Linked DNA regions of Mus musculus: region 2 is linked to region 1. Evidence: chromatin contacts called from public HiChIP or PLAC-seq data. All regions are on one chromosome and are shown on one strand. The core of a region is the stretch at or near the end of the contact, and the rest is flanking DNA. Distances in the headings are between cores, read along the strand shown.

Region 1 (6,298 bases), core at 1,793-4,292:
ATCCTAATGGTGCATGCCTGCAATCCTTGCACTCAGGAAGCTGAGGCAGCAGGATCACAGTGAGTTTGAGCCAATCTGGGTAAAAGAGAGCACGAGGGTCGAGGCTAGGAGGAAATTGGGAATTGTTATCTGAATGGTATAGAGTTTCAGATTCACAAAATGAAATGCTCTAAAAATCTGAACCTTACACTTTAAAGTCATCAAAAGAGAACATTTTCTATTATATGGGTTTAACAAATATTTATTTATGTGTGCATGTGTATGTCTGTATGTGTGTGTGTGTGTGTGTGTGTGTGTGTGTGTGTGTGTGTGTGTGTGTGTGTGTATGCTCTCCAAGAAGAGGGAGTAAGTTTCCCTACGGCTGGAGTTGTGGGCCATGTGAGCTGCCTAATGTGGGTGCTAGGAACCAAATTTGAGTGCTCTAGAAGACCAACAACTAATCAACACTGAGCCATCTTTCCAGCCCTTGTGTGGGTTTTAAAACTCACTGTTTTTAAAAGTAGTCGTCCTTTTAGTAGTGGTAGAGCATGTTTAGTATTTTCTAGTTTGTTCAGACCTGATTACAGAGTTTCTCTCCTCTCCCCTCTCATTTGTTTGAGACATAGTTTCATGAGTCTGTTCTCCGGCCTCCAACTAGATATGTTGACGTCAATGACCTTGAACTTCTGATCCTTCTGCCTCCACAAGCTAGGGTTGCAGATGTGTAGTGCCACACCCAGCTGAAAGCAGACTTTCCACAACTCCTTAGAACAAGTGTAAGGTGTAAGTGAGGGGGCGCAGGAAAGACACTGGTGGAATGGCTGCCCCATCGTATGGTAAAGGGGAAGGGTGTGTTATGCATAAGAAAGAAAAAATACAAAATATTCATTCAGCAACTGGAAGAGAAGAGAAAATAGCAGGAGACAGAATAGTTGAGAGATGGGGGCAGTAGGTGTTGGAGGAGGGGGGAGGTAGAATTAGAGAATAGCTGGGGACAGGGGGTACAAAAAGAGCAGAAATCTGAGAAGGGCCGGGATGCTAGCTGGACCTTGAAATGTATAGTGAGTACTTGTGGGTAGAGACTGAGCGATCCTGAGTGCAGCCACATGTGTAGGTCAGTGGAGCCGCAGTTCCTTCTGACTGAGGTAAGGGAAATGGCTCCTCTGGCATAAGGGAACCAGTTTGACAGTTCCTGAGAAATGCTGGCTTTTTTCTAACCACCAAAAATCTGGCTAGATCTAGTTTGAGCTCATTCCTGAATATGTGGACTGCCTGTGAGGTCTAACATAAGGTCCTTCAAGAATGGAGCTAATATACATATTTAGGTTGAATACTCCCGGAGCCTGGCATTGACTTCTTGGAGCTGATTTTAATAGCATCTCTCTTTGTACTTTTAGACACTAGATGGCGCCATTCACCTTTATGCAAGATATCACTTTCCTTCAACTTAGATGTGATAGCTATTTTTTTAATCTTACTATATTTAATTTTGTTATACATTTTTAAATGAATGAAAACCTACCTGCTAGTTAAAGGTTAACAACAGTGGAGTGACACTGGATATATCAGTCACTCCAGGACTGGTCTCATGTTGACCAACAAACAATGGAGTCCAGGTTTTTTTTTGTGTGTGTATGTTTTTATTTAGCCAAAGACTTTTGTTTTGCTTTTGGATGTGTGTGCTAATTTTGTTTTCTTGGTTTCTGGGGGGTTGTTGTATTGGGTTTTTGTTGTTGTTGTTGTTTTTGTTTTTGTTTTTTCGAGACAGAGTTTCTCTGTAGAGCCCTGGCTGTCTTGGAACTCGAACTCAGAAATCCGCCTGCCTCTGCCTCCCGAGTGCTGGGAGTAAAGGCGTGCGCCACCACGCCCAGCTTTGTTGTTGTTTTTAAGAACTTAAGGTTGGGTAGGTAGGGAGAGAGAGGGGAGCTAGAAGGATTTAGGGGAGGGGAAGAGTCTGATCAAAATAATTTAATTTTAAAAATGATTTTAAATAATAAAATATAAGAATAAATCAATCTTATTCCATACCATAAATAGGTAATTAAAAGATGTATTTGAAAATAACGTCCTAATAAGTGTCAGTATATGATGGGTATTCATAACCTGTTAAGCAATGGTATGCACATGGAATGGTGCAGAGCTGAACCACAGCTTCTCTTTTATCGAACTTTAACAATTACTCTTGTCCAATATTCTTTCATTAAAATGCTAGATAATGCCAGGTAGTGGCGGTGGCATGGCTGTTACCTCAAGCATTCAGGAGGCAGAGGCAGGAGGATCTCTTGAGTTCAAAGCCAGCCTGGTCTATGAAGTGAGTCCCAGGACAGCCAAGGCTACACAGAGAAACTCTGTCTTAGGAAACCAAAAAAGAAAAAAAACTGCTAAATAATCCCCACCCCCTCCAGAAAAAGAAAGAAAAAGAAAGGAAAGGAAAAAGAAAGAACGGAATTAACAACTTTCTGAGCTCAAGGAAAGAAATGCTGGTTTTTGGGTGGGATCTCACTTTCTGCCAGCTAAGGGCAGGGGAAGACACTCTTCTTAGAACTACACACACACACACACACACACACACACACACACAAACACACACACACACACTGTTTATCTGTTTATTGCATCATTGTTACACTATCAATCTTGATAATGCTTCTCTCTTCCTTCCTCTCCTCTCTGTCTCCTTTCCTTCATTTCTTTTGAGACAGAGCTGACCCTAGCTGTCTGGGAACTAACAGGCTGTGTTAAACTGTGATCCAACTGATCTCCAAGTCCTACTGCCTCAGTCTCCTCAGTGCTAGGGTCACAGGGATGGAAACATGACACCTGGCTGTTTGATAAGCACTAAACAGCAGTTTTGCTAAGAGATCAAGTCATTCAGTGTGAGGTGGCTTGAATATTTCGAAAGCACCATTTTATCCAATGTGGCTAATCATATAAGGACACGCATCACCCAACACTCTCACATTTTGGTTGCTTCATTTTCATCTTTAACAGTAAGTACTAACTTGTTGAAAATGCACCTCTCTGCCGAGCAATTAGCAAAGAAATTTCCCCTCTTTTGTCCCTTCACCTCTCCATCACAGACCAAAGTGAAGTTCCTCTTTCTATTTTCAGCAAATTGCCAATGGTGTACTGGTATCGAGTTCGGTACCAGTAAATGTCAAGTTCTGCTATTTTGTTCTGTTCTTTCTGTTTTCTTTTTCTTTTTCCCTTTTTGTTTGTTTTGTGGTTTGTTTTTTTTTTTTTTAACATAGCTTCTTCTCTAACCTCAGAACTCATTATGTAGCCTCTGCTGGCCTCAAACTTGTGACTTCCCAAGCGCTGGGAATCCAGGTATAAGCCACCATGTCTGCCTGCCATGTCCTTAGTGGGGCTTCTGATCTAGGACAGACAGGGGCTGGAGAGATGATGGCTCAGGAGTTCTCAGTGTTTACTGCTTTTCCATAGGACTGGAGTTCAGTTTACAGCAACCACATTGGGTGGCCGGTAACTGCCTGTCCTCCAACTTCACGGCATCTGACTCCCTCTTCTAACTTCTGCAGGCACCTACATATGTGTAGCATACACTAACATAGGCACATACACATAAGTAAAAATGAATCTTTTTTTTTAAAAAAAAGGAAGACCTAAGACAGTCATAAAGATACACATGAAATATACTCTAAAGATCCCAAATAAGAATGTTGAACCAAACCATAAATGGATGACGGTTCGATGCTTCTGTTATTTTGCCTGTGTTTGTGGGAAGACAGGCGGTGGCCGGAACTGGTGGGCTCAGATTCAGCATTGCCTGGAAAGAGTGTGGTTTGAAGCTGGTGGAAACCTCAGTCTGGGTCTTGGGCTGTCTGCCCTGCTATCTACCTCCATCACAGGGCTGTAATAAGATTTACCTCACCCATACGTGTCTTGTTAGTGAGAGAAAGAAATGCCAAGCTACACCAGACAGCAGGGTCTCCAGACCAGGAGTCACTGGGAGAAAGGACTTGGTAATGAAGCTGTTGAATAAGAAGAATCACAATGGCCAAGCAATCCAAATATTCAGTGGCCACGAGAATTAGGAATAAATAGATCTCCATCTATCCTGCTGCAGCCACACCCGAAGTCCACCTATTAACTCAAACTCGGATGGTATCAGGCCCCTGCAATCCCAGCATTAGGAAGCTGAACTGGAAGCTCAAGGTCAGACTTCACTATTACACATAGCAAGACATGTCTCTGAAACAATTTCTTTGGAGGTTTTGTTTTGTTTTGTTTTTCAGAAATGCATGTCAATCTCCCACCCTTGAAGTCTATTCATTGTCAATATTTTAGGAAACATTTGAGCTCCACAGAACCCCAGGGCCAGAAGTGACTGACCAGAGTTGAGCACCCCATTGTATAGAAACAACTTGGACGTTTGAACAGATCGTCCATCTCTGTCCACCACTACCCAGCATTTGCAAACTTAGCACAGGGTGTTGCTGTCCTTCTGAGAAGTATCGGGGCAGAAGCGGGTTAGCGAGCCTTAGGTCATTCTCTCTCTCGCTTCCTGTTTTAGCTCCAGAAGAGACTGGTAAACAGCATGAGATGATCGGGACTGGGGACACTGCAGATGTTTTCTGTTCCGTGTCTTGTTTTGCTGAATGCGGTTTACACGGCCACTCTCTCCTAGTCTTTTCCCAGGCAGACAGAACACAGGGGACTGGCCATGTTCCTTCCACCCCCCCCCCCGCCATGCGTCCTTCAGTTTGACTCTGTCATCTATTGCCATCTATTGCTTGAATGATTAAAGCGAAATCAGATAAGCCTTGTGTTCTTCAGTGTCCTTATCAAAAGTAAACCGACAAAACCCAACCAAACAAGGAAGCCAAGACTATCTGTGCCCATACCACCGGTCTCTGAGGATTTTAAATGATAAAACCCAGAAAGTCTGTCAACTATGGGTCCATCCTCTCTGTGGTTCCAAACCCTTTTATATGTCATTCTTCACAAACTGCTAAGAGAACGTCAAGCCTGGCACCAAATGTGTTCTTCTTTGTCCTCTGAGTGCATTGCACATCCACAGTAGCCAGGACAGAGAGCCAGCATACACACCGTCAGTAGGTGACGAACAAAGGTGAGGTAAGGACACACTGGAGTTGTACGCATGTCACTCTCAGGAAAGTGAATAGAAGTTGAGATCATTGTGTTAAGAAAAGAAGCTTGTCGCTGAAAGACAGAGATCACATATTTTCCTCATATACAGAATTTAGATGCAAATATATGCATATATGTATATGTGTAATAAACACATATACATATATGCATATATACACATATATACACACATATGTATACACACATATATATGACATGAGAGCACAGAGAGGTCTATGGGTGGGGTTGAAAGGGCCAAAGGGAGATGGGGGGGAACAAGAGAAGGCAGTGAGAAGAGAGAAATGTTCCATGTTTTCTCTCACATGCAGGGGGATGTGTATTCACTCATACATGCAGTTACGGTCTTTTTTTTGTTTTTGTTTTTGTTTTCGAGACAGGGTTTCTCTGTGTAGCCTTGGCTGTCCTGGAAATCACTTTGTAGACCAGGCTGGCCTCGAACTCAGAAATCCGCCTGCCTCTGTCTCCCGAGTGCTGGGATTAAAGGTGTGCACCACCACGCCCGGCTGCAGTTACAGTCTTTAGGACGTGGAGGTGGCAGTGGATCAGTGGAGGGTAGGTCTTGAAGGTTATACCCATCTCTGGTTCTGGCCTGAGTTCTGCTTCCTGGTCCAATTGCAAAGTGAGGATAGGACACTCAGTGCTGCCTCCCTGGCTCCTGCCACCCAGCACAGGCACAGCAGACTATATTCTCAGGAACCCTGAGTGACAACACCCTTGGTCCTGTGGGCTGTGGTGGTGCATGCCTGTAATGGCTTTGGAAACAAAGACAAATACATCTGTGTAAATCTGAAGCCAGCCTGGGCTATAGAGCAAGTCCTATACCATCCAGGATTACATAGTGAGACCCTGTCTCAGGAAATGAAAACTCTTCCTCTCTTAAGTTACTTCTGTCAGATATTTTGTCTCAGAAGTGAAAAAAGTATACATATGTGCATACATATATGTGTGCATATATGTGCATTTGTGTGTATAGTTACATATATGTATGCACACATCCATTATGGAAGCAGAAGAGGGACTGTTTAGAGAGAGTCACAGGGAGGGGAAAGATGTCAAGGGAGAATAGTGGTCTAGGAATATAAGCAAAGTGCAATGATAAACATGTATGAAAATATTATAATAAAATCGATTATTTGGTCCAGGCATGGTGGCACATGACTTTAGTCCCAGCACTCTAAAGGCAGAA
Region 2 (6,298 bases), core at 2,734-5,233, 290 kb after region 1:
GAGATGGGTGGATCTCTGAACTTGCTGGGCAGCCAGCCAAGCCATTTGGCAAGTCCCAAGTCAGCAAGAGACCCTGTTTCCCCACCCATCCCAAAATAGGTGGATAGTGTCTAAGGAATGACACCTCACCCAAGGTCACTCTGGCCTCTATATTCATGTACACGTGTGTACATGCACACCCCAATATATAAAGCCCTTCCACACTCACTCAAATGGTGATCTACTGTTATTTAACATAGAAAAGTATCTTTAAAAGTAGGTCATAGCCAGATATGGGGGTGCATGCCTTTAATTCCAGCACTTGGGAGACAGAGGCAGGGGAATCTCTGTGAGTTTGAAGCCAACCTGGTCTACATAGTGAGTCCCAGGCCAACCGAGGTAAGATCTTGTCTCAAAAAAAAAATGTAGGTCATAAACTGGCACCATCTGGGTGATGTTCAGTAGGAGAGTAGGTGCTTAGCATGTTCATGGCACTGGTTTTGATTCTGAGAACCAAACAAATAATAATAAACTGATTGTAGTGTTTTGAATAAGAATGCCCCCACTTTGGAGTAGATGTGGGCTGTGGGCTTGTTGGAGGAAGGGTATCACTGGGGTTAGGCTTGGAGGTTTCAAAAAGCTCACATTAGGTTCAGTGTGGTGTTCTCTCTCTCTCCCCCCCTCTCTCTCTCTCTCTGTCTCTCTCTCTGTGTGTCTCTCTCTGTCTCTCTCTCTCTGTCTCTCTCTCTCTGTGTGTCTCTCTCTCTGTCTCTCTGTCTCTGTCTCTCTGTCTCTCTGTCTCTGTCTCTGTCTCTGTCTCTCTCTCTCTCTCTCTCTCTCTCTCTCTCTCTCTCTCTCTCTCCCTCCCTCCCTCCCTATGCCTACAGATCAGGATGTAGCTCTTAGCTATTCTTCTAATACCCACCTGCATGCTGCCATGCTCCCTGCCATGATGATAATGGACTAAGCCTCTGAAATTGTAAATAAGCCCCTGTCTTAGTTTGAGTTTTACTGCTATGAACAGACACCATGACCAAGGCAACTCTTATAAAGGACAACATTTAACTGGGGTTGGCTTCCAGTTCAGAAGTTCATTCAGGCCATTATCATGATGGTGGGATGCATGGCAGCATGCAGGCAGACTTGGTGCTAGAAGAGCCAAGAGTTCTACATCTTGTTCCGAACAAAGGCAGCCAGAAGGAGACTATCTTTTGCAGGCAGCCAAGAGGAGGCTCTCTTCCACACTGAGTGGAACCTGAGAATAAGAGTCCTCAAAGCCTGCCTACACAGTGACACACTTTCTCTAACAAGGCCACATCTATTCCAACAAAGCCACACCTCCTAATAGCCAAGCATATTCAAACCACATAGCCCCCAATTAAATGCTTTCTCTTATAAGAGTTGCCATGGTCATGGTGTCTCTTCATGGCAATAGATATCCTAAGTCACTTGATAGAGTCCATTATTTTTTAAAGATAGCATGTGTTTAACTATCATACATATTTTTTAAATCTGAGGCTAGGGCTGGAGAGATAGTTTAGTTTACAAAGTGCTTGCTGTGTAGGCTTGAAAAGTTGAGTCCAGTCCCCCCAAAAACACATAAAGAAACAAGGTAATTCTAACACAGCAGGAGACAGAAATAGGTAGATCTCTGGGCCTCTCTCATCAGCCAGTATAGCCTATTGGTGTGCTTGAGGCCAGTGAGAGACCCTGACAGCACCCACACAAGAGCACTCAAGATTAGTCTGTAGCCTCCATACACAGGCACACCCACACACCCATACACAGGGGTAAACCTATACCCATCGGAGCGTGTACACATACACATAGTGAATAAAACATTAATTAAAATTGTAGCATCGGGCTGGTGAGATGGCTCAGTGGGTAAGAGCACCCGACTGGTCTTCTAAAGGTCCAGAGTTCAAATCCCAGCAACCACATGGTGGCTCACAATCATCCGTAATGAGATCTGACGACCTCTTCTGGAGTGTCTAAAGACAGCTACAGTATACTTACATATAATCAATAAATCTTTTTTAAAAATTGTAGCATCTGAGGCTGGATATGGGGACACAAATGTATAATCCCAACATCTGGGAGGCTACCGCATGAGGATGACAAATTCTAAGCCAGCCTTAGAATTCTACAGAGCTGGGGAGCTCGGGAAAGATTTGAAACCCCACCAAACAAGATTCTGAAACCCCAGGGAAGCCCTGCTGGGCTCTGGTAGACCGGCAGAGCTTCTGCGGAGGAGGGATTATTTTTGAAACTCCAGAATGACTGACCCACAGTCATTATTCTTTTTCTCGTTGATCTTTTGAGTTAATTAATTCTTACTTTATTTTCTGCACACGAAAGTATAGTGATCTAGTAGGTAACACCTTTCACTGCCATACTGTCATCCTAAAAAGTTTGTTCACACTGCAAAAGCACAACACGGAGCATGTGCAGTGAGAGAGGACAGCCAAGAGTCCAGACATGACAGTCATGGCAAGTTCAATAGTGCCATGGTCTCGAACTTCAAACGTTATTTTCTCTATTGGCCAACACATCTCAAACTGTTACCCTGGCTTTAACCATTACCCCTCTGTCCTTCCTACTCCAAGCTCATTGCTTTAACCCATCAAACACATCCCAGCTCCTCCCTTTTGAAAAAAAAATTGACTCCTATACTAAATATCTCCCCAAGGGAGTTTTGTGATGTTTTTAATATGAAATGTTCCCTCTAGTGTTGGGTATTCAAATGCTTTAGCCCTGTGTGTGTTGGCTAGTTTTATGTCAACTTGACATAAAGGAGAGACCTTTTAAAAGGAGAAACATCAATTGAGAAAATGTCCTCAACAGATTAGCCTGTGGGCAACTCAGCAGTGTGGATTTTTCTTTTTAATCACTCAGTAGAAACACTAACACACTGTATTACTTTGGTTTTTTTTGTTGTTGCTGTGATGAGACACCGTGACCAAGGCAAGTTATCAAAGAAAGCATTTAACAGGGCTCATGGTTCCAGAGGGTGAGGGTTTATGATGGTTGAGTGAAGCCATGGCGCCAGGAACAGCTGAGGGCTCACATCTCAGACCAAATCACAAGCAGAAGGCAGACATTAGGAATGGCTAAGTTTTGAAACCTCAAAGCTGTCCCCAGTCACAAACCTCTTCGAAGCCACATTCCTAGTCCTTTCCAAACAGTTCCACCAACTCAGAACCAAGTATTCAAACACAAGAGCCTCTGGGGGATACTCTCATTCAACAGTCCCCAGCTGGTGGCACTGTATCGGGAGGCTCCAGAACTGTGGCCTTGTTGGGAGAAGCAGGCTGATTTTGAGACTTTAAAGACTTACACCATTTTCTCGTTTGCTCTCTTTACTTTGTGCTCCTGGTTCAGAGTGTGAGCCCTCAGCCTCTGCTCTCAGCATCCAGTTCCTAACACCTGCTGCCCCTTATCCCACCTCCCAACCCCCCTACCTCCCACCCCCCACCCCCACCCCCACCCCCCACCCGCTCTCATAGACTCTAATCTCCTGGAACCATAAACTCAAGTAAACTCTTTGTTCTGTAAGTTGCCTTGATCAAGGTGTTTTATCATAGCAATAGAAAAATAACTACTAAGCTGTTTCCTCAACGCTCCTTCTCATGTCAGCTGATCTGGAGCCAAATCCTTAGCAGGAATATGTGTCAGAGCTGAACCACACAGACTGCCATGTTCCTTCTGCCCTGCCAGCTTCCCTCTTTCCAGAGCCTGGCCTGACCCTGGAATAGAGCAGTGTCTGTGATCTGGCTCCCCAGGGGCTCCCAGCTCCATTTGGGTTATATTTATGAAGGATCATAACCCGAGATCAAGAGTTTCCACTGGTGAGGCCAGAAAGGAGTCCTGTAAGGTCCCCACTGCTCACAACACCCCTTGAAATCCCCCTCACGCCACCCGTGCAAACATGCTAGGAAGTCTTCTTCCTGCCCCTCCCCCTCCATCCTTTCTAGCCAGCTCTCAAAATAGCTACTTGTGGGCACTGCATTTCTAGATTTAGCTGTTTGTGACTTGTTGGGGGTAGGGACAATTGGACTAGCCTCTGTATGGTACTCAATGGCTCACCGGTCCCTGTCCTCTGCCTCAATGTTCTAGGTTGTTTTTGTAGAAAATCAATTTTAGCTGAACCATGATGGTCTGGTACATGTACTTGTGGGCTATCAGACTATCCATCCTTCAAGTTCACCCAATACTCTATAAAAACAAAAAAAACAGAACAAAAACAAAACACCCTTACAAACACTCCTATCTCCAAAGGAGCAACAGCAACTCAAACGCTCCATGCAACAGGTCCATGTTTCTCAGCCTCGTCTTGGCCCTCATTCTAGGCAGGTGTGGACCACAAAGCTCTTGGGTATTCTGCTGTTTTCAGGTCAGCTCTAACAGTGATAAAATGGTTCAGCAACACCTTCCTTCTCCTTACAGCCGTGGTTCTCGACCTTCCTAACGCTATGCCTTTGATACAGTAGTTCCTCGTGTTGTGGTGACCCAGCCATAAAGTTATTTCTGTTGCTATTGCATAACTATAATTGTGCTACTGTTATGAATCATAACGTAAATATCTGTTTCCTGATCATGTCATTCAGCTGCCCGCCTCAAGGGGTCACGAGTCACAGGTTGAGAACCACTTCCTTACAGGCTCCAGCTAGGAGAACTGATAGAAATCAAGGACTTGGTAATGTTACCTTGCCTTGTTATTTATAATAACATAGATAATATTATTGGTCTGTTACTTCTGTATGTGCTTTTGAAACCACTAAAATACTGACTTCTTCTAACAGCTCCATGAAACAGGTATTGCTATTCTCGTTTCCCAAACCAGGAACCGAGGTCAGCAGTGGTTAATTTTTTGGCCTGAGGTCATATGCTAATGTCACAAGGACAGGACTTGAAGCCAGAAAGACAGTCTAGCTTGAGAGTCCAGGCTTGGGCTGGAGAGATGGCTCAGTAGGCAAGAGCACTGGCTGCTCTTCCAGAGGAGTTCAATTCCCAGCAACCACATGGTGGCTCACAACCATCTGTAATGGTGTGTTTAAAGACAGCGTCAGTATACTCACATACATTAAATAAGTAAATAAGTAAATAAATAAGTAAATAAATAAATAAATCTTTAAGAAAGAGAGTCAGTCTAGGCTCTTGAATGTTACACTATGTAATATCTAGATCTTCAACTAAAGTGTTTGTGTGCTCACTCATAAACTTGAGGGGAGGGGTCTAATGAGATTGACCTGACTATAGAAGTTACCCCATACAGCAGAGCAGTCCCTAGATAGGAAGGAAGATCTTTGGAATCATGATTGAATCCCATACGACAGCCAAGCAGCTGAGTCCAAATTCTGCTTAATTTGGATTCTCAAGCGTCTCAATTCATAATCCAAAACACCTTCTTCAATATATACAGGAAACGATAGGGAGCTGGCCCCGCCCTCTCATTATGGAGCAAGCTTACATGCTACTCGAGGATTTACTTTATGCCAGACCCCACATCCCCACTCAGATTCCTGCTGGGCTTGTTGACCAGACCACCTTGATTTGGGGTTCGCTTCCGGGTGATTGTTCCTGACACACCAAACTGACCCCCAGGGACTATTCAGAGTCTTCACTCACACGCCCAGATCCTAGCCCTTCAGAGTCGGAGAATTCCGCGCACAAGCCCATCACACTCTTTTTCCAGAGCAAACGACTCCCTTGCCTACATCCGGAACTGCTCTTCCCGTCCTAGTGAGCTCGGAGCTGGGTTCAGCGCAGTGCCATTGCCCACACAGGACTAATTGTCTCCACTTCGCAGTACCAAACACTAATTAGCAACTGTGAAACCCATCACATCTCACTTTCCCTAGAGAGCCCCAACCTCTTCCCTTGCCTACCTTCTTGTATTCCTTTCCTCTGCTCCCTCCCCTGGGCCTGATGGATTCCAGTGTTCGCTCCATCACTTGGCAGTGGGTGCCAGTTCCTATGAGTATGCTCTTGTTTTCTCTGCAGCTCAAGGGTGTAAACTCTCCGCTCCCTCCGTGGGGAAAGTGGATGGCAAAGACCTGCTGGGTTAGGGCTTTCTTTCCCCCATTAGGCTTTAAGATGCAGGTGGGGCTGTGTTCTTTTTCCCTAGTATTTCCCTCCCAAAAGTTATCTGCCCTTTTTAGTTCCTCCAAATCAGAGCACAGGAAACCATCGCACGCTTGCCCATCTTTGCCTTCCCAGACAATTTAGCAACAGTCAGAGCAGATTGTAGGTGGCCTGAGCTCCCAGGCTCAGCCCCCTTCTCTCTTCTAGAAACCACACAATCCGTCCTTTTACTCTC

Evidence for each region. HiChIP or PLAC-seq counts read pairs in DNA pulled down with a chosen protein or histone mark.
Region 2: an H3K27ac HiChIP or PLAC-seq map of the HPC-7 cell line shows a contact between it and region 1, with 6 times the contacts expected there. The contact joins two enhancer-like sites. A contact is called at or near these places in 1 of 39 promoter capture datasets (the C10 cell line), 1 of 15 datasets of contacts at CTCF or cohesin (large pre-B cells), 1 of 115 datasets of contacts at active chromatin or transcription factors (the HPC-7 cell line) and 2 of 9 other capture datasets (adipose tissue and liver).

What each region holds. Positions count from the first base shown.
Region 1 is chr1:170,894,084-170,900,381 of GRCm38.p6, forward strand. No RefSeq gene overlaps it. Among named protein-coding and RNA genes, the nearest start is that of Dusp12, 12 kb to the left of the region's middle. Within about 2 kb of position 3,043, at least 48 of the 459 cell types and tissues checked have an H3K27ac peak or open chromatin away from gene starts, as enhancers often do. A contact at or near this core is called in the HPC-7 cell line and adipose tissue, where this site is marked.
Region 2 is chr1:171,179,973-171,186,270 of GRCm38.p6, forward strand. The region is part of intron 1 of Pcp4l1 (Purkinje cell protein 4-like 1); the gene reads right to left. Among named protein-coding and RNA genes, the nearest start is that of Pcp4l1, 13 kb to the right of the region's middle. Within about 2 kb of position 3,984, at least 85 of the 459 cell types and tissues checked have an H3K27ac peak or open chromatin away from gene starts, as enhancers often do. A contact at or near this core is called in the HPC-7 cell line and adipose tissue, where this site is marked.